Regions from separate parts of the Mus musculus genome. Here regions 1, 2 and 3 are each linked to region 4. Evidence: chromatin contacts called from public capture Hi-C and promoter capture Hi-C data. All regions are on one chromosome and are shown on one strand. Each heading gives the region's core, a stretch centred on a gene start, on an enhancer-like site or on the middle of the called end of the contact. The rest is flanking DNA. Distances are from core to core; before and after follow the strand shown.

Region 1 (2,700 bases), core at 48-2,547, 970 kb before region 4:
TCGCAGAGAGGACTCGGGGCTGGCCTTCGCGAACAATGGGCAGGCGGCAGCGGAGGCCGCCCCTCAGACAGCTGGCTTTCAGCCGGGCTTGCCGGGTCTGCTAACTGGAAAGTGAGGCGTGCAGAGGCGAGCGGGAGACCCGGGGCAGAAGCAGAGAGGAGCGGCCGGGGACGGCGAGGCGAGCCCGCTGGCTGCAGCGTCCCTGACCCGCGCCGCTCCGGCCCAAGCCTCCGCCACTGACAGCTACACCGCCGCAGCCGGCGAGTTGGAGCAAAGCGGGATCACCGAGCCTGGGGATGGACCGGGAAGAGGGGTGGAATCCAGGTATCCCGGGTGCCCCGGTCCGGCAGCTCTTAACTTTGGAGGGGTCCGGAGATTCATTTCCGAAAAAGGGAGAAATACTACACCGACCATCAGGAAAGCCACTGCACCATGCTCACTCGCCACTGGGGTTCAGTGCCCTCGCCCGGCAACATCTGTACCAGTCTAGGGTTTGTGAGGTTAAATAGTATCCCCCCCCCCTCGCCCCCATCAAATCTGAGGTTGGCAGACTTCGGAGATGCAGCCCATGAGTTGGCCTCGGTTTTGCACCTGGAGGGGGAGCTGAGGCGTCCCAGGGACCCAGCAGAAACTGACAAGCGCGCCCCTGTCCCCCCCCCCCCCCCCCGCAGCCTACACAACAGCCCGAAGGGAGCGGACGGAATAAAGAGCTCGGTCTCCCCGGCCTCCGAGTCCGAAAATACCTTCATCTCCTCGTTGATCTCCCTCTTCACAGGGTGAGCGGGTTTCCGGCTTCTTTTATTTTCCGGAGGTCTCCCTTCTTTCTCCATTTCTGCCATGTTTTTGTGTCTGGTTTCTGTGGAGATGAAATGGCTGCTGCCGCCGCCGGCGGTGGTGGTGGTGGCGGTGGCGGTGGCGGAGGTGGAGGTGGTGCTGATGGTGGCAACGCTGGCGGAGGTAGCGGTGCTAGCGGGTCCGGGGCTGGGGGTGGGGGTGGAACAGGCGAGGGAGGAGCGGGGTCTCTTCTAGCGGCGGAGACCGTCAGTGGCCGTCACGGGGAAGGGTAGCCCGGGGAGTCTCGGGGATGCCGCCGCCGCCGCTCCTACCGTCGCCGCCGCCGCTCCTGCTGCCGCCGCTGCCGGTGCCGCCGCCGCCGCTCCCGCTCCCGCCGCCGCCGGGCTGCATCCTCGGGGCCCGAAGGAGTCGTCAGCCATCTTCCTGAGCTCTGTCTGTCCGCATGGGCGAGAGGAGCGCCGGCCACGGCGGAGACAGCTGCTCTGGGCGTGCGTGCGTGGATCTGTGTGTGCGCCCGGGAGAGCGCGCCAGCCCCGGCGCCCAGCGCCTCCCGCGAGCCGAGCCGCGGGCGGAGGGAGGGACTGAGCGGGGAGGGGTCCGAGGGAGGGGAGGCTGGGGGTGGGGGGGACAAGGCCAGCCCCCCGCTCGCGAGCGGGCGTGGCTTCCCGGTCGTTGTAGACGCGGATGCTGCGCGGCTCCGGGGGCTGCTGGCGGCCGCCTGCTCCTGGGCGGCGGGCACCGGCCCTACTCGGAGCCGCCACCTCCCCGCGACGACCCCTCCTGCTCCCGAGCTCCGTGACGTGGGCTCCGGTGGGCTCAGAGTTGGCTTCTGAGGATGACCTAGAGGCCGCTGAGGCAAAACATAGCGGGGTGAAGGGTGGAGGTGGAGCGCTGAAAGGGCGCAGGGACCTGAAGGCAGAGCGAGAACTCGGCTCCGGGGTTGCAGCGCCCGGGAGCGGAGGGAAACACAGACCGGACCCACCGCTCAGGCACCAGTGTCCTGCTCCGAAGACTACGGCAGGCTGTGTGGAGGCTGAATGTCGCTTAGAGGGGTCTCCAGCACAGCGCGCCGTCAGACTGTTTGCCAGGAAGCTTTTGCCTTCCTGAGAAGGACTTCGAAGTAGGACAACTCAGCCTCCAGCTCCCTGATTTTCTTTCTCTTTCTGTCTCCCTTCCCCCTCTGCCCCAAACGCAAGCTTATGCTCTGTTACAAAGTAGCATCTTTACCCGGTGACCCGGCTTGCACCCTCACCGTGCCCTGTGCTTAATGGGAAGGGTTGGGCTTAGTGGGTACTGTTGTGCGCTCAGGATCCCTCCCCCCAGAAGCCCCACGCCCTCGCCACGCACGACAGGACCCTCTCCTCTCCATCAGGTTCCACACTCTTCCACCAGACTCGCATCTGCTGGTTCCAAAGCCCAGCTCATCCTCCATGCGCTCACGTGTTTCCTCTTGGGCCGCCTCTGTCCACGCCCTGGACCAAGGTCGGCTGCGCCTGTCCCTGTCTTTTGGGTTGAGGTATCAGCGTGAACCGTTTGATGAGGCTCCAGAGACAACACACAGCTCTGAAAATCTCCTACACACACTGCAAAGGAACGACACCTAGACGTTCCCAGTTCAGCTTTCCCGCGCCGCTCCACTTTGTAATTACCTGACACAATGTGATATGGGGGTGTCCATTGTTCCCCGGCTTGTTATTACGGAGTGTTCATTATGACAGTGGTGGAATTTAAAATTACACATTTTTAAGTCCTTAAGAGATAGAATGAATTCGGTGTGGGGGTATGAGTAAGCTTTTCATTAAAATCTCAGTTCGGCCTATCAAGTGGGGTTCATTCTGAGTGTTGCCTTGCCTAATTTGCATTTTAGCATGGTTTTGTCTCTTTAAGCATAGAATTACAGATATC
Region 2 (2,700 bases), core at 128-2,627, 570 kb before region 4:
GTCCTTGCGCCACCCTGGGAGAGGAGCGCCGCCGTTGCTGGGCACAGAACGACCTTTCTATACAGTGTGCTAACTGTTAAACAGAAAGTTCACTGGCGCTATACAAAAATTCCTGTGCGCCCAAGCACACCTCACACGTGGAAAGTTACTGAGCGGTTGTGGCTGACTTGGTAAGGCTCAGGCAGCCACAAACCAACGACTGTGGAGTCCATTGTCAGCTTGCTGCCATAAAACTTTGTTTTTACGAGGCTGTTCTGCAAAAATTGAAATTTAAACAAATTTCCACCGTTGCTAGGTTTGCTTTGTTTTGCTTTAAGGTCTGTAAAACACGTGGGCTAAACTTTAAATAGGAAGGTCCTAAACCCTGTGATTAAAGATTAGAAAATATTCTACCACTAAGTTGTTTTAAAGTTTGCTTTGAAGTTTTCACAAAAGAAGGTCGAAAGAAAGATTCCACTAAAATGTACAGACGGATGACTAATCTTTCTGAATCGGTTTGTCAAATTACTTAAAGGCAACTATGGGTGGAAATGGCTTGAATAAGAAAGCGTTCGAACGCTGAGCAAGTACTGTGCCACAGAGGCAGAACAAGCACGTCCCCAGAAACGTGGAGAATACTGGGACCGAAACCCAGTCCCTCGCAATGTCCCGCCCCGTGGCCGAGCGCAGCTGGCTGTTGCCTAGGTCCGGTTGGATGCTCCCGGGTATGGCCGGGTGCGCGATGCTTGATGCAGCACTAGAGGAACTCAAAACACAAAGCAAGCAGCCAGGGGCGGCCGCCCAGCCGAGCATACTCACGGCTGGGGCCCGGGATCCTGGCGATCCCTGCCGTGCAGCCGCCAAGGGACAGTGCGTGGCGACGCCCGGTCTCCTCCTCGCCAACCCCGCGCACCACGGCCCGGGGACCTGCCAAGCCTGTCCCGTTCCCCCTTGCAGCCGGCACTTGACAAAAACCAGCCCTGAGCTCCGCGCAGTCTGCGCGGCGCCCGCGGCTTCGACTTTTCGTGTTGGGGGGTAAGATGGCAGGGCCGGGGAAACAAAGGAAACTTGGGCCGGCCGGCGTGTGTGGTTCGTGTGCTCGCCCCAGGTCCCGTGTGGGAGTCGCCTGCGCCTGTGCATGCAGCCTGCCCGGGGAAACCCTAGCTGTGCCAGAGCCCGGGGCGCCCGCCCACCTGCCGCGCTGGCCGCCCCGGGACATCCCAAGTCACCCCGGGCCGGTGCAGGCGGCGGGGGAGGGGCCGTGAGAGCCGCACAGGAGGGTGGGGGTGGGGGCGGGGAGGCGGCGGGGGAGGAGGAGAGCACGGGTGGGCGGGCGCCGCACGTCACGGCTATTGTGGCTGTCCCGGTATATAAGGTCCCGCCGGCCGGCCGCGCTCCCCACCTTGCCTGCGCCCGCGCGAGCTTAGCAGATCTCCACTTACCGAACATCTAGAGAGTCGCGCCGCGCGCCGACGGAGCGGACATGGGCAGAGCGATGGTGGCCAGGCTAGGGCTGGGGTTGCTGCTTCTGGCACTGCTCCTACCCACGCAGGTGAGACCCTGTTCTCGATTGGGCACTGGAGACGCGTCCTGGGGCTTGTGTGTGTGTGTTCGCGCGCGCGTAGGAGGGGCAAAGTCTTTGCCTCCGGCCAGGCACTGGGGTAGGGGGAGAATTTTGTGTAACTGACTTGGGGAACTCGTGGTGTGGATTCCCTCGAGAGAGCGCCCCCTTCCCTTCTCACGGAAGGTCTTCGCGCTCCCTGCGAACCACACAAAGAGAGGGAACGGTCCCCTTCGGGGGAGCGTGGCACACGCCCATCCTCCACCGTCCAAACTGGTTTGGAGATCACCCAGGAAGCCCTGGTTGTGGCTTTATCTCCCACAGGTCTTGAAGCTTAGTTAGGGACCTCCCGACTGCACAAACTCTCGCGGTGCGACCCCACACCTCCATCCCTGGCCACCTTAGGAGCCCCATCCCAACCTAGAATCCCCGGGCATTATAGAGACGGAGGGCAGGACTGTAGTGTCCCGATTCTCCGTCAGGCTTTGTCCTAGTCCACAGACGCTTCCTCTCTTAGATTTGTCCCGGGTACAGATCTTGCCCCCCAACGCCATGGGTGGCGCTGCTCTAGCTGCGTTAGGGTGAAGGCGCCGCGCCCAGAATGAGACCTGGAGCTGAGCCTGAGAGACTGGGACGGGACTCAGAGAATCCGACTGTAGCTTTTCACTGCGGTTGGTTCGCTTAGGGATGTCCCTAGGGCTTTTTGCCCCTGAAAAGTTGGGAGCGCCGGATTTTTGGTCCCTAGAGATCCAGGGTCCGGGCTCACCTGGGAGAGCAGCCCAAGAGCTTGAGGCGCGCTTCGTCTTCCCCTTCTCAGGCAGGGTAACTATACCCCATTGTCTTCTCGCTGCGGGTTGACTGTGCCCCGGGGCCTTTCTCAGTTCACCCGATCCCCCATCTAGGAGGGGCTGGGCATCGTGAAACTGGTTGGTCTCACTCAGATTCCCTTCTCCCCAGGGCGCCCCCCCCCCCCGAAATGTTGAGAGGGAGGTGTTGGTTAAACAAATCAAGGGAGATTGGTGGAGAAAAACTGTTTAATGCCAATTTAATAATTAACGTAAAATTTTGTTGATGGTGTTAGAGAGGACCTCTAGACTCAGACTGAACATTGGGCTCCTTTTTCATCATCATTATTATTATTATTTAGTTTTTTTGTCACC
Region 3 (2,700 bases), core at 188-2,687, 850 kb after region 4:
TCTCAAGACAAAAGCTTTCTCGATGAACTTTGAAGAACATGGTTCATAAATACAAGAAAGAAAAAAAAAAATCCCTCTGCATCACTGTGAAGAACTGACTCTGTTCCAAAATGAATTTATGATGAAAAGAAATATTTAAATTGAAATTAAAATATTAACATCAGGGCAAGGCCTGACTCATACAGCTATACCACAAACACTCTGAATACTTTCACATATCCCTGAAGTTAATGTATTCATATTTAGATTTGCAATATTGTGCTTTAGAATAATTTTAGTACAAAAATACCAAACTAGTCTCTTATAGCTTTGAATCTAGTCTAGTCACACACACACACACACACACAAGCAGTGTCACCCTGATCTCTTATTTAATGCTCAACATTCAAGGTACACAATTTAATGTTCATTGTGGATTGTCCATAGATTTATGATGGCTGTAGAGATGTTCATAAAATCTGAGCTATGCAAGGCTTTCGGCATCTGTCTCATTTTTATCAGAACCATAAAAATCATCACCCTCTTGTTCCTAGTCAGTCTTTCCTGCTAGATAATATAAACCAGAGAAAAATAACGTTGTATCTGAGTGTCTACTTTAAGTAGACTCTGTTGCAGAGGTGTGTGTGTGTGTGTGTGTGTGTGTGTGTGTGTGTGTGTGTGTCTGTCTGTCTGTCTGTCTGTCTGTCTGTCTGTCTGTGTATACAGAATAGTGATGGTATGTCTGGAAATGGAGAGAGAAGAATATTGAATTAAACTACATATGTTTGAGGATTAAACAGGCTCTGTACGAAGCTCTTCCTAGTACCAACTGTCTTATGAACCAGAACGATGCTGCTGTGGGGCACCACTCGTTTTAGCCATGCGCTGACCTGTCCTACGCAGGAGCACAGTCTCTCAAGTGTACACAGAGAGGGGAAGCAGGTGCTTCGACTCCCCAGCATCTGGTTTAAATGACCACAATGCTGAGAGCACCTGCAGCCAGCATTTCAGCCAAGTCTGGCCTCCCATTGTATTCAACTGTTCTTTCTGCCTTAAGCAAAAAAGGCATTGTTTATCTGATTTGCCAAAGGATCTCCGGGGAGGTGGAGAAAGACCGGACAAACAAAGCTAAAACTGAGCGCCAGTGGACCGCACGGGAGGATCTTGATTATTTGTGACTATCCACGGGGATCTTTCATCCTGACTAAACAGAGAGAGAGAGAGGAGGGGGCCCCACGGGGACATAGAGAGACAGACAGAGACAGAGAGAAAATATCAGCTGCATTTGGTGCTGCGGGTTTAAGAGCAGAGCAGAGAATAATCTTACTGAGAAGGTGGAGCTGTAGTTTGTGTGCTAAATGTTCAGTCTATGCACTTTCCACGTTCCTAGTTTAGAGCAACTACGCACTGAGAGAGCTGACTGCCTCTAAACGATGTCAAAAGCAGTAGTAACCTTGGTTCAGACTTTTCAAATCAAGGTATGAAGAGCAAATAAAACTGACCCACGGAGGGGGGGGCAGTTAGAGGGGGGGACAAAAACCAAAACCCAAAACAAACCTGTGGTCGATGTGTTAGAACCAAAATAAAATGACCAGTCGTATTTTCAAGAACACGGAAAATAAAGTCTTCCTGCGTAGTGTTTGCTTAGTAAATAATTCTGTGGAGCCCCTTTATTTCCTTTTTTCTTTTCTTTTCTTTGTGTAGAGCCCCAACTAGTGGGAGATTGGAAAACTGCACCTGAAGAGAGGCCATTTAAATGGAGGTGACCATTGGACTTCCGGCCAGCATATGAGCACTTTAGGACAAGGCTGATTTTCAGGTGTGAGACTGCAGACAGGTGCTAAGAGGGGAGGGTTGTGAAACTGCCTTCTTCTTAACTTTCTGCATGCTAAAGGGCAACCTGGCGCCGAGGAAAGCAAACACACTCTCTGGCATGTGAAATGACTCAGTGCACTCTAGCTACAGCTAATTCGAGAAAGGAAAATAAATTCTGAGTTCAGAACTTATATGCCTCAAAGATCTTTTTTAAAAGAAAGGGGACAACATCCTGTAACCGAAAAGAAAAAAGAAAAAACTGCACAGGCTGGAGGAAAAAGAGCCGGTTTCACATGTTAAATGAGAATTCAGTTAGAAATATTTTTACCCAGTTGGTAGTTTTTACTGAGAAGAGATAAGAATGTGCTGTGTTGTGATAAGAGGAGCTAGCTGTAGGTAGACCAGCAGGCCGGAGGCCATCATGCAGGAGAGATCAGAACTTCAATGAAGAATGAGACAGAAACGCCTAGAAAAGTGGGGTGTACTGTTCTGAACTCAGAATTTATTTTCCTTTCTTAAATTAGCATAGACAGAGTGTGCTGACTCATTTCACTTGCTAGAGAGTGTGTTTGTTTTCTAAGGGGACTGAATCTCAGGAGCTGCTGGGATTTTAAGTTTGTTTCTTTGTTTCTTCTTCCATCCTTTCAAAAACTCTCATTCTGCTCAATTGTTTTTAAAATAATGTTTCCTTTGACAAAAAGTGGCAATAAAATGCAGACAGCCTGGAAAGGCTATTAAAGAAATAATCCACGATGAGTTCATTAATTAAAGTATAAGAATGTGCATCAGGGGTTGTCATGCAGGCTTCAGGGTGTTTGTGGAACTCCCTAACAAGAAAGATCTATAGTGTGTGTGTGTGTGTGTGTGTGTGTGTGTGTTTCTGAATTCTCAAAGAATCCCATAAAA
Region 4 (2,700 bases), core at 138-2,637:
CTTATAGCATATTCGGTATTAAGAATGTTCTAGAGATGATGAGGGATGGGGAAGGAAGCTGTGATGGCAACACAGCCTGAATTCCCAGTGCCCGGAAGGCTGTGGAATGAGGGTGAAGGTTCCGTTGGGTCTGGGCTAAACCTGGGACTCTAAGTGATAATGAAAACAACAACAATAAAGTCTGTGCTAGGACCTGGGCGCAGTGGAAGCTGCACTGATCATCTGGCCGTCTGCTTTGAACTTCTAGAACTTCCTCCCAGGTGGAGTGAAATGCTTGTAAAGATGCCCAGACTAGAAAAATATCCCAAGGGCTGGCAAGTACATTTGTTTCCAGAGCTTTTGTTAACACAGAGTTCCTCGGAGTTCTGAAGGACAGAATGAAGTGTTTCCTGATGGCCTAAAACACAGAAAGGTTCGAGAAGGAAAATCTACTTGTCACTTTGGTATCAGTTTGTTTTCTCTTGAATAAAATACCAAGAGTCGTGTGTTATTACATTTTGATAGACAGGAAACTAACCATCAATTCTGATAGGATAACTGAAAGTTACACATGCACAATAAAACCAACACACACACACACACACACACACACACAATCTATGTATAATTTAAAACAGGAGCCAAGTTTTTTTCCTTTTGGTGTTGAGACGTGAACCTTGGGACTGTCACAAGCTGGGCCAGCACCCTGTCACTAAGGTACAGTCGCAATCCTTATATTTTAAGAACGAGGTACTCCCTGGTTTGGCTACTCACTGAGTCTCTGGGGGACATTTACCCCAAGGCCACCTTTTCTCTATCCATTTAATAGAGTCAGCTAGCCCCTCTACTTCCTCCTCCTCTGGATCTGTGAGAATAGTGGAGACTAATATCCATGAACATGAGGTACTTTACGATTAAGGCGCTAAAATTAGAGTATTTCCAGAGCTCCAAGGCATTCCTAAAGGCATTCATTTTTGATTCCAACCCTTGGCTGCCCTGCTTTTCTCAGCTGCAGGTGCAGACTTAAGAAAGTCAAAACTAAGGTCCCATGAATGAGACTCTAGAGTACAGGCTGAGGGTCCTGGACCCTGTGGTATAGTTTCGGGGCGGGACGAACTTTGCAAAACCGGCTGAGCCACGGAGCAGGAGGGGATCGGAACACTCAGCGCTTACCTGGTCTCCCCGAAAGCCCCGGGCGGGTGAGGGATAAACACCCCACAGCTGGACGATGGAGACTGCTTCTTCTTGGAGCGCCAGATATGGAAGGTGGGGTGTTTCTTGGGGGCCTTGGACGGGCTGGCCTCCCTGGGGTCGCCCTGCGATGGTGGCGACAACGGCATCTCCTCTTGTGCCTCTTCTGCGGGCTCAGACTCAGTCCTCCCCGGGGCCCAGCGGTGCTGGAAGAACTCACCTGGGCGCTCGCTTGCCTGCCCTATCACGCTCGGCGCCGGACCCCGCCCCCTTGCCCCTGCGAGGGACAGTGGAGGGTTAAAGGACAGCGACTAAGCAAGGCTGGGAGGCGGGAGCTGGCTGGGTCGCTCCACAGTGCCCCCGCGCGGCCAGGTGCAGAGGTCTCGGGAGCCTCGGGTACCACAATCCCGCCCCTCGCCCCCGGATGCGGCGCAGCGCCGCCCCCTACCGGACATGTCGGGAACTGCCCCCCCCCAACCGGAGCCTGGTCCGGTTTCTGTAATAGCAGGGGTGCAGCTGCAGTGGGTCACCCACTGGAGTTCCTTGGCAGCTCTTGGCAATCCGGCTGGCTGGGTGAGTGGCTGCTTAGCCAACCCCATCTGGAGAAGGATGGGAGAGGCACGTCCCCTGTCCAGGCCGCCCAGCAATTAGGACTCCTTCACTCTGGGTGGTTTGGGCAATCACGTGCTGGGCGGTTTGTGATGCTGTTTGTAAGCACGGGAGTGCCAACTTCTCCACTCTCCTCAAGAGTCTGAAGAATTAGTTTGGATTCGCATCCCGTAAAGCATCAAGGGATTAAAAACCACACGGAGAAGGACATTAGCGAAGCTTTGCAGTTCTGAAAGGGCTCAATATACGCCTCACAGTGAATTGAACGTCAGACCCATAAGGTATGCGTCACATCTTTTACTGCTAGTAACTTTCTTTACTTAAGCAGCACTAATATGCAAAGGCAGTGGTATTAAGCGAAGGAAGTTCAGTAACAATCCTTTGGACATCATTAACATACGAAGAGGCTTAAGACCACTGCTCTAAAACGGAATGCCACCACGCTGCAAAGCCTTCTTCTTCGCTTCTTTGCAGATGCAGCTCATGATTTCAATCCTTCACTTACTCATCCAGAGAACATGCATTATTATTCCATTATTTTCTTTACGTTTGTTACAAGATATAGACTACATTGTGGTTAAAGCATACAAATCATGGTGGGCCCAGGAACACATGCCTGTTATTCCAGCACTTGAGAGGCAGAGGCAGACAGATCTCTGTAAGTTTCAGGCCACCCTGGTGGTCTACAGAGTGAGTTCCTGGACAGCCAGAGCTACACAGAGAAACCTTGTCTCAATAAACCAAAACCAAAACAAACCAAAAAACATAACAAAAATGAAACAAAACAACAACAAAAGGAAAGAAAATACCTCCACTCGGTATTAGTGTGTGAAAATTATTTATATTCTTGCTTCTGGCCATTAAAAAATGTGTACTCCTATTGCATGGTATGACTATCCCATAGTCAACTGTGGGTGGACA

What was found. Promoter capture Hi-C pulls out the DNA fragments that hold promoters and counts their contacts. Capture Hi-C pulls out chosen DNA fragments and counts their contacts.
Region 1: a promoter capture Hi-C map of liver shows a contact between it and region 4, with 4 times the contacts expected there. The contact joins the promoter of Sobp here to the promoter of Crybg1 in region 4. A contact is called at or near these places in 6 of 39 promoter capture datasets (the C10 cell line, the HPC-7 cell line, HPC-7-derived erythroid cells and 2 more) and 1 of 9 other capture datasets (embryonic stem cells).
Region 2: a capture Hi-C map of embryonic stem cells shows a contact between it and region 4, with 11 times the contacts expected there. The contact joins the promoter of Cd24a here to the promoter of Crybg1 in region 4. A contact is called at or near these places in 23 of 39 promoter capture datasets (the 3T3-L1 cell line, 3T3-L1-derived adipocytes, the HPC-7 cell line and 15 more), 3 of 15 datasets of contacts at CTCF or cohesin (the NIH/3T3 cell line, embryonic stem cells and large pre-B cells), 45 of 484 Hi-C or Micro-C datasets (the 3T3-L1 cell line, the AML12 cell line, the F1.1 cell line and 25 more), 24 of 115 datasets of contacts at active chromatin or transcription factors (the 230-238 cell line, the NIH/3T3 cell line, the SCID.adh cell line and 16 more) and 4 of 9 other capture datasets (adipose tissue, embryonic stem cells, liver and 1 more).
Region 3: a contact with region 4 is called in a promoter capture Hi-C map of liver, with 2.2 times the contacts expected there. The contact joins the enhancer-like site here to the promoter of Crybg1 in region 4. A contact is called at or near these places in 4 of 39 promoter capture datasets (the 3T3-L1 cell line, embryonic stem cells, hippocampal neurons and 1 more), 1 of 115 datasets of contacts at active chromatin or transcription factors (astrocytes) and 2 of 9 other capture datasets (embryonic stem cells and liver).

What each region holds. Positions count from the first base shown.
Region 1 is chr10:43,173,233-43,175,932 of GRCm38.p6, forward strand. It overlaps Sobp (sine oculis binding protein), which reads right to left and starts at 1,298. Exons shown (of 7, transcript NM_175407.3): 1 at 744-1,298. The coding sequence starts at 839. It overlaps 9030612E09Rik (RIKEN cDNA 9030612E09 gene), which reads left to right and starts at 1,467. Exons shown (of 1, transcript NR_102361.1): 1 at 1,467-2,700.
Region 2 is chr10:43,577,792-43,580,491 of GRCm38.p6, forward strand. It overlaps Cd24a (CD24a antigen), which reads left to right and starts at 1,378. Exons shown (of 2, transcript NM_009846.2): 1 at 1,378-1,531. The coding sequence starts at 1,463.
Region 3 is chr10:44,999,309-45,002,008 of GRCm38.p6, forward strand. No RefSeq gene overlaps it. Among named protein-coding and RNA genes, the nearest start is that of Gm40639, 24 kb to the right of the region's middle. Within about 2 kb of position 1,438, at least 127 of the 459 cell types and tissues checked have an H3K27ac peak or open chromatin away from gene starts, as enhancers often do. A contact at or near this core is called in liver, where this site is marked.
Region 4 is chr10:44,147,441-44,150,140 of GRCm38.p6, forward strand. It overlaps Crybg1 (crystallin beta-gamma domain containing 1), which reads right to left and starts at 1,388. Exons shown (of 22, transcript NM_001368305.1): 1 at 1,153-1,388. The coding sequence starts at 1,319.